2 separate regions of the Mus musculus genome follow, and region 1 is linked to region 2. A link is a contact called in public HiChIP or PLAC-seq data. All regions are on one chromosome and are shown on one strand. Each heading gives the region's core, a stretch centred on a gene start, on an enhancer-like site or on the middle of the called end of the contact. The rest is flanking DNA. Distances are from core to core; before and after follow the strand shown. Region 1 overlaps D930007P13Rik (Riken cDNA D930007P13 gene). Region 2 has its middle 30 kb from the start of Hoxc13.

The links. HiChIP or PLAC-seq counts read pairs in DNA pulled down with a chosen protein or histone mark.
Region 1: a CTCF HiChIP or PLAC-seq map of the NIH/3T3 cell line shows a contact between it and region 2, with 8 read pairs. The contact joins two enhancer-like sites. A contact is called at or near these places in 1 of 15 datasets of contacts at CTCF or cohesin (the NIH/3T3 cell line) and 1 of 484 Hi-C or Micro-C datasets (embryonic stem cells).

The regions. Positions count from the first base shown.
Region 1 is chr15:103,124,595-103,129,938 of GRCm38.p6, reverse strand. D930007P13Rik (Riken cDNA D930007P13 gene) reads left to right here. Exons shown (of 7, transcript NR_045743.1): 4 at 2,901-2,980; 5 at 3,701-3,921; 6 at 4,072-4,188. Among named protein-coding and RNA genes, the nearest start is that of D930007P13Rik, 20 kb to the left of the region's middle. Within about 2 kb of position 1,743, at least 26 of the 459 cell types and tissues checked have an H3K27ac peak or open chromatin away from gene starts, as enhancers often do. A contact at or near this core is called in the NIH/3T3 cell line, where this site is marked.
Region 2 is chr15:102,888,847-102,893,827 of GRCm38.p6, reverse strand. No RefSeq gene overlaps it. Among named protein-coding and RNA genes, the nearest start is that of Hoxc13, 30 kb to the left of the region's middle. Within about 2 kb of position 2,752, at least 7 of the 459 cell types and tissues checked have an H3K27ac peak or open chromatin away from gene starts, as enhancers often do. A contact at or near this core is called in the NIH/3T3 cell line, where this site is marked.

The sequences.
Region 1 (5,344 bases), core at 494-2,993, 240 kb before region 2:
GTGAATTCTAGGCATATCCGCATGAAATGAGGACACTTTCTTATTGCTTATATTTTCAATTTATTTATATTTAAAAGGTTGAGAACTAAACTAGGCTTGGTGGTGCATGCCTTTAATTCCAGCACTTGGGAAGCAGAGGCAGGGGGAGCTCTGTGAATTTGAGGTCACTTTGATCTACATACTGAGTTCCAGGACAGCTAGGACTATGTAGAGTATTGCAAAAAGCAGACAGACAAAAGGGGGAGCTTAACACACAGAGTACTACAAGACTCCACTATTTGAGGTTTGTCTGGTCCTCTCAATCCCCTCGTGTGGGCTCTATTCTGTTTCTCTTCCCCTTGACAACTGCTGGGGGAGAATCTGCCCTTCCATCCCTTAGAACCAGCCCTGTGACTTGGCATCAGGCCTTCTCAGGTCCCCACTGGGATGCCGGGGCTGCAGAAGCTTGGCAAGTTTCCAGTGGGCGCCCCTGGTGAGGTCTGCTGCTGCTGCTACCTCAGGGACCGGAGTTTCCCATCACCCTGGGTTCCCATACTTCTGTCTTCCGGCCCACAGCCAAGATATCCTGCCTTCCATCCCCGACCCTGACCTCTGGAGCCCTTCTTAGCCTGAGAACAGGCTCCTTGTTTTATCACCCTACTCTGAGAATACTGAGGCTGGAATTCTAAGAGACCAGAAAAACTCTTCCAAAGTGTGAAGAAGGGGGAGGGCTCCTGAGTGAATGAGACCCCCATCCTACATTTCTGCTTCTGACTAGCCCTCATTTTCCCACATCACCCCTGGGAGAGGAGTTGGTGGAGGCTGCAGAGAGTACCCCCAAACTTCTGAGCTTCACATACCTTACCGACAGGAGATGTTCCTTGCAGGGAGCTGAAGGGGAGTCAGTACCTGTGCAAGGCACCCTAGGGTCCTGTCCCTTACATCTCCCACTCTCTTGTGGTCCCTAAGGATCTTGGATATATCCAGAGACCAAGGAGCGGCTGCCCCTCAGTCCTGCTCTAGAGAGAAGAAGAGAAAGGCCATGGGAAAATCCCTGGGAAAAAAAAAGTTAAGGAAGGGTGGTGGCTCCCTCCTCCCAGCAGCCTAATAAAATCCACCTTTGAAGACAGGCAGAAGAACCCAGGGGGTGAAGTTGAGGGCAGAGGAGGGTCTGTGGTTGCTGGGGGCTGAAATTGCTCTTAGTGAGTCCTGGCAAGATCCCAAAAAGGAAAATGCCAGGGCTCTGTAAGTAAAGTTTGGCTGTGAGCATGAATATCAGAGAATCTCATCTTGAGTAGGTGTGAGGGCCCCAGAGGCTGGAGCTGAGTCACACATTTCTTACTTTATGAGATATTTGCTTACAGGAGACCCAGAGAGGGAAAAGATCCAGGCTGAGTCACACAGCATTTGTGTGTTCCTCATTGTTGGCTGGGCCTGGCTTTCTCCTGCTTTCTCTCTTTTCCTTCATATAAATTTAAAAATACTTCTGTTCTCCACTCTCAGCAAACACTATGCTTATTCCAAACACTCTTCCTCCTCAATAGTTACCTGTGAACTTTGACCTCAGGAATCCACTTTGGGGAGGGCACTTGGAGAAAACAAGATAGATCTCCTTAACTCTCCCAAGGGCTTGCAGGTGGCCTGCTAAATTGCCCCTTCAAAGGAAAATTAAAGCAATGTGTGTTTTATGGAGTGCTGTTTTGGGCTGTAGCTAGGGTGGAGTTACAGGCTCAGGACTGAGGCATGTCGGGGTGAGATACCTGGACCAGCAGAGCCCAACATGTCTGCTTCACTCCCTGGTACCCCACTTCCTGTCAGAGTAGACAAGCCCAAAGAACCTACCCCAGGAACTACTTCCTGTAGTATTTTTTTCTCTCACAAGGAAGCCCTGGGAAGCACATGTCCCCTCTGGGGCCCCACCTCTTGGATTTCTGAGACCACATTGCCAGGGTCTAAGCCTGGGATCTGTAACACCCCAGGGTATTTTTCTGACAGGCTGCCAGTGTAGAGAAAAGAGGACCCCTCTGTTTAGGCTCCAGGCCATCTTGCTCTTGGCCCTGCAGTGTTTCCTTCTGACAGTCAAACTAATTTTTTGTTTCTTTTCCTTTTTCTTTTTCTCTCTATTTTTGGCTTTGCGACAGGGGTTCATTTAACCCATGATGGTTTGGAATTTGATATGTAGCCAAGGATGTTCTGGAATTTCTGACTCCTACCTTTACTTCCTGAGTGCTGGGAATACATGCTTATATCGCCACACCCATCTTATAACGTGGTGAGGATTGAACCCAGGGCTTTGGGCATTTTAGGCCAACACTTTACCAACTCTTCAGCTCCTAGGTCCCCGTTTGTTGTGGGATTCAGAGTGAGTCATTTTGTTTTCCTTTTCGTTCTTTATTTCCAGGGAGGTCTTTTTGAAAAGAGGATCTAAAGTAATCATTCCTAATAGAATGCTCGTGGCAGAGGAAGCCCCAGTCTGCTTGTTATGGTTTTAATATGAAATATTTCCCCACAGGCTTGCATGTGGAACCAATTGGTCCCCAGCTGGGGGCGCTGTTTTAGGGTGTGATGGAAACATTAGGAGGTGGAGCTTAGATGGAGGAAGGCAACTGGGGCATACCTCTGGAGGGTCCTGTTCCTGGTTTCCATAAGCTGAGTAACTCTGTCCTCTACATCATCACAGCTATGATGCTCTGCTCCACTGGACACAGTGTTGCCCAGGCCATAGTTAAAGGCCTGAAACTGTGAGCAGAGACATGGCCTTTGAAGTTGTTCCTCAAGTCATTGTCTCAGTGACAGAAAACCCAACACTACCCCAGATGAATTCTTCATTGTTCAACTAAGGGCAAGGGCATGTCTCAGGGAAAGAGCCTGGGTAAAAGAAAATCTAGGTTCTGATTCTGACCCAAGTCTCTTCTTTTTAGGCCTTATTTTTCCCATGTGTAAGACATGGAGCTGGAATCCGTGAACTTCAAAGGTCCTTTAGAGGTGGCTGAAAGCCTAGGTAAATGAGTGCAGGACAATGATAATAGCCAATGTATTTGACCCCTAGAATGTGCTCGGTCCTACGTGTTGTGCATTTTCCATAGGCTGTCCTATTTAAGATTCAACCACATGATTATATAGCATTATGTAATTGCATAGTGAGACTTGTTCTCCAGAAGAAAAAGTCCTATGAGTAAAATAAGACACAGAGAAGCTAAGTAACTGAGGACTTCTTTTTTGGTTTTGTTTTGTTTTCTTATTTTGAGAGAGGGCCTTACTGTGTAGTTCAGTCTGATTTTGAACCGGAGATCCTCCTTCTTCAGCCTCCCGAGTCCTGGGATTGCAGGCATGTGCTGCCATACCAAGCTCTAAATCGTGGCTTCTTGGAGGAGGCCTTGTAAAGCTGAGAGGAGGTTTAGCTTTGTAGAGAGGGACTCCAGGAAGCTCTGAGGGTTCCTGGCCAGAGCATCACACGTATAATGCTATAGAAGAGCTCTTCCCTGGGTTAGGGATGTAGCTCTACGGTAGAACACTTCTCAAGCATCAGTGAGGCCTCCAAGAACTGAGAAAAGAAAGGCTTGCTCTTTAGCCAAATGTGGTAGCACACATCTCCAATCCCAGCACTTGGAGTCTTAGGCAAGAGGATCATGGGTTTGAGGCTGGCCTCTGTTACATAGTGAGACTTGTTCTCTCCAGAAGAAAAAGTCCAAAGCCCTTGTTTGTCTCTCATCTGCACCAGGAGGCCCTGTGCCAGGAACTGGAGTAGCCCAGCCCACAGAGTCCTGAGTGCTGCTCCTACCCCACCCCACCCCACACACAGTTCCTCTTCCTCTCGGTACTCCATATTGCGGCCACTTCTGCAAGGCTGGGCTGCTTGAACTCCGTGTTGGATTTGGCTTCTTCCTCAGAAGACAATTTATGGCGACATGTCGGAGACTCTGTTTTAATGAAGTTGCAAAAGTAGGTTAATGGGCTGTGGGTGTTTTTCATCCCCTCCCCCTGCCCCATCTCCACCCCTGGGCAGATGAGTGATGTATCTACCAGTAAGAGGCAGAGTCGGATCCAGCCTGGACTTACAAGCTCACACATCTATCCTTGGTCTCCCCCTAGGCTCCTCAGTCTCAGTCGTCTCCGCCACTAGGTAGGAGCTCGGAATGTCTAGCCCTAGTCCGTCCGATACTTGGATGGAGCTTCCTCTCCTGCCTCGAGGGAGGGACAGGTCATAAGGTGAGTGAGGATTCTGGAAAGAAGAAAGCTAGAATAAAGGAGAATGCGTGTCTTTGGACATCAGAAGCCAGGGTGTGTAGAGCTGTGGTGAGTGTGAATGTCAGTGACCTTGAATGTCAAGGTAGGTTTTGTTGGAGGAGGACCTGAGTTTCTGGAGCTCTTCCAGGTGCTGCCCTTGCCTCTCAGGTTCATGTCTTTGCCTCCTGGTCCAGTGCCTGCTGTATAGCTGCTCTTACAATGGTGCATAGGAACAGGAGGCTCTTTCTCTACCCCAAGTCTCCAGGGCATCCTTGTTACCTCTGAATGGCCCTCAGCTTGCTTCTCATAGACTGTCCCTATGCAATTCCCCACCCAATCCCTGACCATACATACATCTCAGGAAGTTTGACAGGATTAAGCTGTGGAAAACTTCCCTGTTTGCTTGCCTGGATATTCAGTGAAGGTCTGTCATCCTGGATGTTTGGGGTTTCCTGTAAGAAGGTTCCAGATTTTTCCCATGGACTCTCCCTGTGTTGGGAATACCCAAGGCAGGACTCTCAGCAAGATGTGGGAGCTCAAAGCTTGCTTAGGAACACATAAACATACCCTGGAGGATCTTGCTGATAACCACACCCCTCTGCCTAGTCCTTCCACTCTGCAGGAAGTCAGTCTGCTCTGCAGTCAGCCAGGGCAGCAAGGGTCCTCCTCCAGTTTAAGGCCTTTCACAGCCCACTAATGAGGCTGTGGATCACATTTTGGATTTGGACACTAAAGCAGGGTAGAACATTGCCCAGCTGCCTGGCTATTTGGCAACTTCATTTCCCATCTCCTTTGGACACCTTTGTCATCCTTTCCAAGGCCCCTCATTGTCTCCTGCCATTACAAACTCTTCTCCCTAGATCTCAAACACTGCCTGCAACTGAGCACCGGCTGCTTTGGATGGGCTCTCCCTCCTATGCTTTCTCCCCAGCCCAGATAGGACTTAACTTTTCCAGGTCCTTGCTTTCACTGAGTATTGCTGGGGGTGAGGCATGGCGTGTTCACAGAGTGCCCCTGGGCTGGTGCAGGACTTCAGTTGCGACTGCAGGATCCAGTCGGTGCTACCTTGTCAGGTGATCCAAGGAGCTCAGCAGGAGTCAGCTGGGTTTGGTTGTATCTGGAGATTGGTGGCAGTATG
Region 2 (4,981 bases), core at 1,503-4,002:
AATATGATTAAAAAATCAAGTTGGGAAAAAAAGGGCTTATTCAACTTACACATCCAGATCATAGTTCATCACTGAACTCAAGCAGGAAACTGGAGACAGAAGCTGATGCAGAGGCCATGTGGGTGGTGGCTCCACCCACAGTGGGCTGCCCCCCCCCCCCCCCCGGCCGTTCACCAAAAATCCAGAAAATGCCTTGCAGCTGGAGTTCATGGGGTGGGGGGAATTTTCTCAGCTGAGCCTCCTTCCTCTCTGATGACTCTAGTTTGTGTCAAATTGTCACGTGCCACCAGCCAGCACATGTTAGGCAAACATTCTGCTAACCGCCACATTGCCAGTCCAAGGAAAACCTCTCCTCACACATCTCTCTGCCTCCTATTACCGTTTTTTTTTTTTTTTTTTTTTTTTTTGTCTCTTCAAAAGCTATTCTACAAAGCCAGAGAGATGGCTCGCTGGGTAAAGTGCTTGTGGCATAAGCATGGGGGTCTGAGTTTGGATTCAGCGGTGTCAGTGGGTCTCTGGTGGGAAGTAGAGGCAGGTGGATTCTGAGGGTGTGCTGACCAGCCTGTCTATCTGAAAGGATAAGCTCTAGGTTCAGTAAGAGGATAAATGCTAGCCTCAGGCTTTCACACAAGCATGCAGGTGACTGTGCACCTGCACACACAAGTGAATGTATAAAACAATAAATGCAATTAAAATGATCTATTCCAGAACAACATTATTTTTTTTTAGGAGAAAATCCATTAGGAAAGAAAAGAACAAAGCATCATCGAAAAGATAGATAAATTTGGCTATGCCAAAAGCTTGTTTCCTGTTTTGGAGAGCACAGAGTGCTGGCGGGGTAGGGAGCTCTAGGGATGTGGGTGTGGGTGTCTCACACACACCAAGTGTATGCCGGCCATTAAGCCTCATCTCCTGCCCCAAATTTGTTTTTCTTAAAGGTGTACTTACAAAGTGAGATGACCGATCACCAGGTAGAAGACAGTAGCTACTCAATGATTTATAAAAGATTAGTACACAGAGTATGTGAATAATTGATTCTAAACACCAGTAAGAAAAAAACAACCCAAACAGCCTAAAAATGTGCCCAACCAGAAAGAGATTAGCATTTGAGTAGAAACCCAGATGGCGGGGAAAAAAAAAAAAATCCCAAAAGACACTTGAATTTTCTGCTCAAAAAAAAAAAAAAAAAAGTCAATTGAAACAGCTATCAGATTGGCAAGCTTTTCAGGTGTTATGAGTGGGCAGAGAGACTAGAATCTTGCACACACTGAGAGCACGCATTTGGTGGTATGGCCACTTTGGAGTGATTAACTCACTGATTCTAGCAAATTAGAAGCAACTTAAGACGTGCATATTCTACTGTTCCACAATTCCATTCAATTTTTATTTATCAACTGCTAAGTATGTAAATTTCACCACCACACCATTATTTAAGCTGTGGTGTGCAGCAGTGATGACAGGATGTGAACTGCTGAGGGACAGATCTCTAGAACTTTATGTTGTGTAAAACTGAGACCCATCTATTGAACAAGATAACTATTAGTCCTCACAGGTCTGCTAACCACTGTTTCTTTCTTTAAGAGTTTGACAAGTTTAGAGAGTTCACAAGAGTCACATGCTATTTGTGTGTGACTGGCTTATGTCACTAGGCGCAATATCTTCAGGCTTCACTTAGATGACAGGGCCTTTTTATGATCAAGTAACATTTCATTACATGTATATGTCATTCTTTATGCATGTATCAGTTGATAGGCATTAGGTGCTTCCCCTTTTGGCCACGGTGAACAAGACTGAGGATGCAAATATCTGCTTTTGTCTAATCTTCCGGATAAATAACCAGAAATGAGGTCCCTAGGTCATGTGGCAATTCTAGTGAAAATTGTTTGGAAATGGCTGAGGAGTGGACTCAGGGCCCCACACAGGCTAGGCAAGCACTCTACCATGTGTTATGCCCTCAGCTTTATTTTATTTTTAATTTTTGAGAAACCTAAATACAACTTTTCATTTATGGCTTTATCTCTTTATATTCACATTTTTCAGTGCACGGGGGCAAGTTTCTCCATATCCTCACCAACACTTGTCTTTAAAAAAGTGTTAGTTTACTTATGTGTATTGGAGAGTATGCATATAGGTGCCTTCCTCTTCCTGCCTCTTCCTCCAGAGGGATCTCCTGGAGGCAGAGTCACAGGTGGGTGTGAGCAGCTAGATGTAGGTCCTTTGCAAGAGCAGCGGTGCTCTTAGCTGCTGAGCCACCTCCACTTTCCCAGGTCCCACTTGTGGCCATCGAGTGCGAGGTGCTGGATCTTTGTGGCTTTCAGATATTTGATGGTTAATGACCCAGAGCAATTGCGTCCACTTGCTGGTCATCTATGTGCCTTCTTATGTGCCTTCTCCGGCCAGATAAATCTCTACCTCACTTCTCTGCCCATTCTCTTCCCCCTACCCCCGAGAGAGGGGATAGGTTGTTTTGTTTTTGTTTGTTTGTTTGTTTGTTTGTTTGTTTGTTTTTTGGTTAGTTTGTTTCTCATTACGGATGGTTGTGAGCCACCATGTGGTTGCTGGGATTTGAACTCATGACCTCTGGAAGAGCACTCAGCGATCTTAACCGCTAAAACATCTCACCAGCCCCTCTGCCCACTCTCAACTGAGGTTGCTTGGGTTTGCTGTTGAGTTGTGAGACTTCTCCAGAGATTTTCAGAGCTGACCCTTCCAGATACTTGGCAACACCCTCCAATTCTACAGGCCACGTGTTTGCTGCATTGCTCATTTCCTGTGCTGGGCAGGTCTGAGTTTTGCTGTGTTTTCATGTGTCTGTCTTAGCTTCTGTGAGCTAAGCTTCAGGTGTCAAGAGTCAAGAGTCAAGGAGTAACTCTCAAATCCAAACTCAGGAAGCTTTCCCCTGTACTCCACTTTGGGAGCAGGAGAGTTTTGTTGTTTTGGGTCTTACATTTGGGTCATGGACATGTTTTCAGCATTTCAATAGTTTTTGTTTCTGATGGTGCTGGCAATTGAACCCAGGGTCTGGCCATGCTAGGCTAATGGCCTTTATACCACTGTATTATCTCTAGTCTAGGCCCTTAATCTTTGTTTTCTTTTTTTGTGCTTTCTCTTCCTATATCCCTCCCTCCTCCTTCCCTCCTTTCTTTTTAAAGACAGTCTTGCCCAGGATGGCCTCCATCTTGTAATCCCCCAGCCTCATCCCTCTAAGTGTAGGGCCGCAGGGATGTGCCACGATGTCCAGTTCTAGTTAAGACTCGTACACAGAATGTGCTAAGAGTCCAGCTTCTTTGTCTGGACTGTGAAGATGTCCAGTTTTTCCAGCACCGCTTGCTGAAGAGATGAATCTTTCTCTATTAGGGATTCCTGGCACCTTCTTTGAGGACCTCATGACCTTTTATTTATTCTTCTCACTGGATTGTCCTAGCTAAAACTCCCAGAATGGACACTCTTGCCTTGTTCCTGACATTAGAGAGAAAGCCTGGGGAGGGAAGGGGTGTTCAGCACTGAACAAACACTATCTGTGGCCAACTGGACTATTTCTTGACTGGAGCATGGTTAAGTAGATTGTAGTTTAGTCATTTCTTCATAACACATCAATAAAAAAGAACTGCAGTCTATGAACATTAAGAAAAATGGCAAAATGTTGAGAGAAAAAAAGCAACTTATTAGAATATATTCATCATCATTGATATGTGTGTGTGTGTGTGTGTGTGTGTGTGTGTGTGTGTATTTTTTACAAGAGTTCAGATATATTTTGAGCCATATAGGATCTTGGCTAAGGACTATATGTAACAGAGCATCCTAAACTGCTAGTGTTGGTAAATGCAGAAAGACAGTAGAATAGAAGTTTCCTCCAGAGGGGGAGAAAATAAACATAATTAGTATGGGACACAAAGGAGGCTTTGCCATCTTAACAACAATTTAGTTCTTAAGCGAAGGTATTAGGCACACAGGAGTGTTTTACTTATTTTATCTTATATTTCCATTACATATGCTTCCTCTGTATGAAATATCTGAAGACAATAAATAGAAAGCGTTCACACACCCAACAGAATTTCTCAAGCATACTACGCATCAGTCCCTGTGGAAAGAGCCTGAGAGGAATAAGCATTAAAGCAAAGAGAAAAGAAGTATTTCTCAAGCTAGGGGGTGGAAATATCAACAAATATTCCAGCCAATGGGATTTCAGTAAACCCACACCTAATCCTATCGGGCATGAGCCACAATGACTAGGAGAGCACTCTCGACCTGTGGGCCAAGAATGGCATGGTATTTATAATAAGCTTCCTGTTAACGATGCTAGGCAAGAGACAATGATGTGGACAGTCTAAGAGACAGGCTTACACACTCAACCAGGTGGACTCTATTGGGAGGATGCAGACAGATGCCAGCCAATAATAGCCAATAATAGTTTATACAATGCATCAATCAACCCAAATAACAGAAAGCGTCAATGCCACTGGCATTTGTCTTTGGAGGACCTTATCCCATGGGTGTAGTGTAGTCACTTAAGGTATTTTTATCTTAAAAACTTTAAAAATTGTGTGTGTGTGTATGTGTGTGTGAGAGAGAGACAGAGATGGGAGAGACAGAGAGAGACAAAGACAGAGAGAAAAACAGAGACAGCGAGACAGAGACAAAGAGTCAGAGAGCCAGAGATAGAGACAGAGAGCCAGAGACAGACAGAGACAGAGACAGACGGATGCACTGGTATGCATGCTCGTGTGCATGTACAATGGCGTGTGTGTGGAGGTCAGAGAACAACTTTCAAGGACCAGTTCTCTCCTTCCATCACGTGAAGCCTGGGAATAGAACTCAGGTCTTCAGGCTAGGGGGAAGATGCCTTTCCCCACTGAGCCATCTCACCAGCCTTCTCTCGGGCATTTTTAGAAGCAATTTCACTAACTTTATACCACCTTCCTGGAACTGGATGGCTTGTTTCCATCACTCACCCAACTTCTGGTATTAATCATTTCTCTAG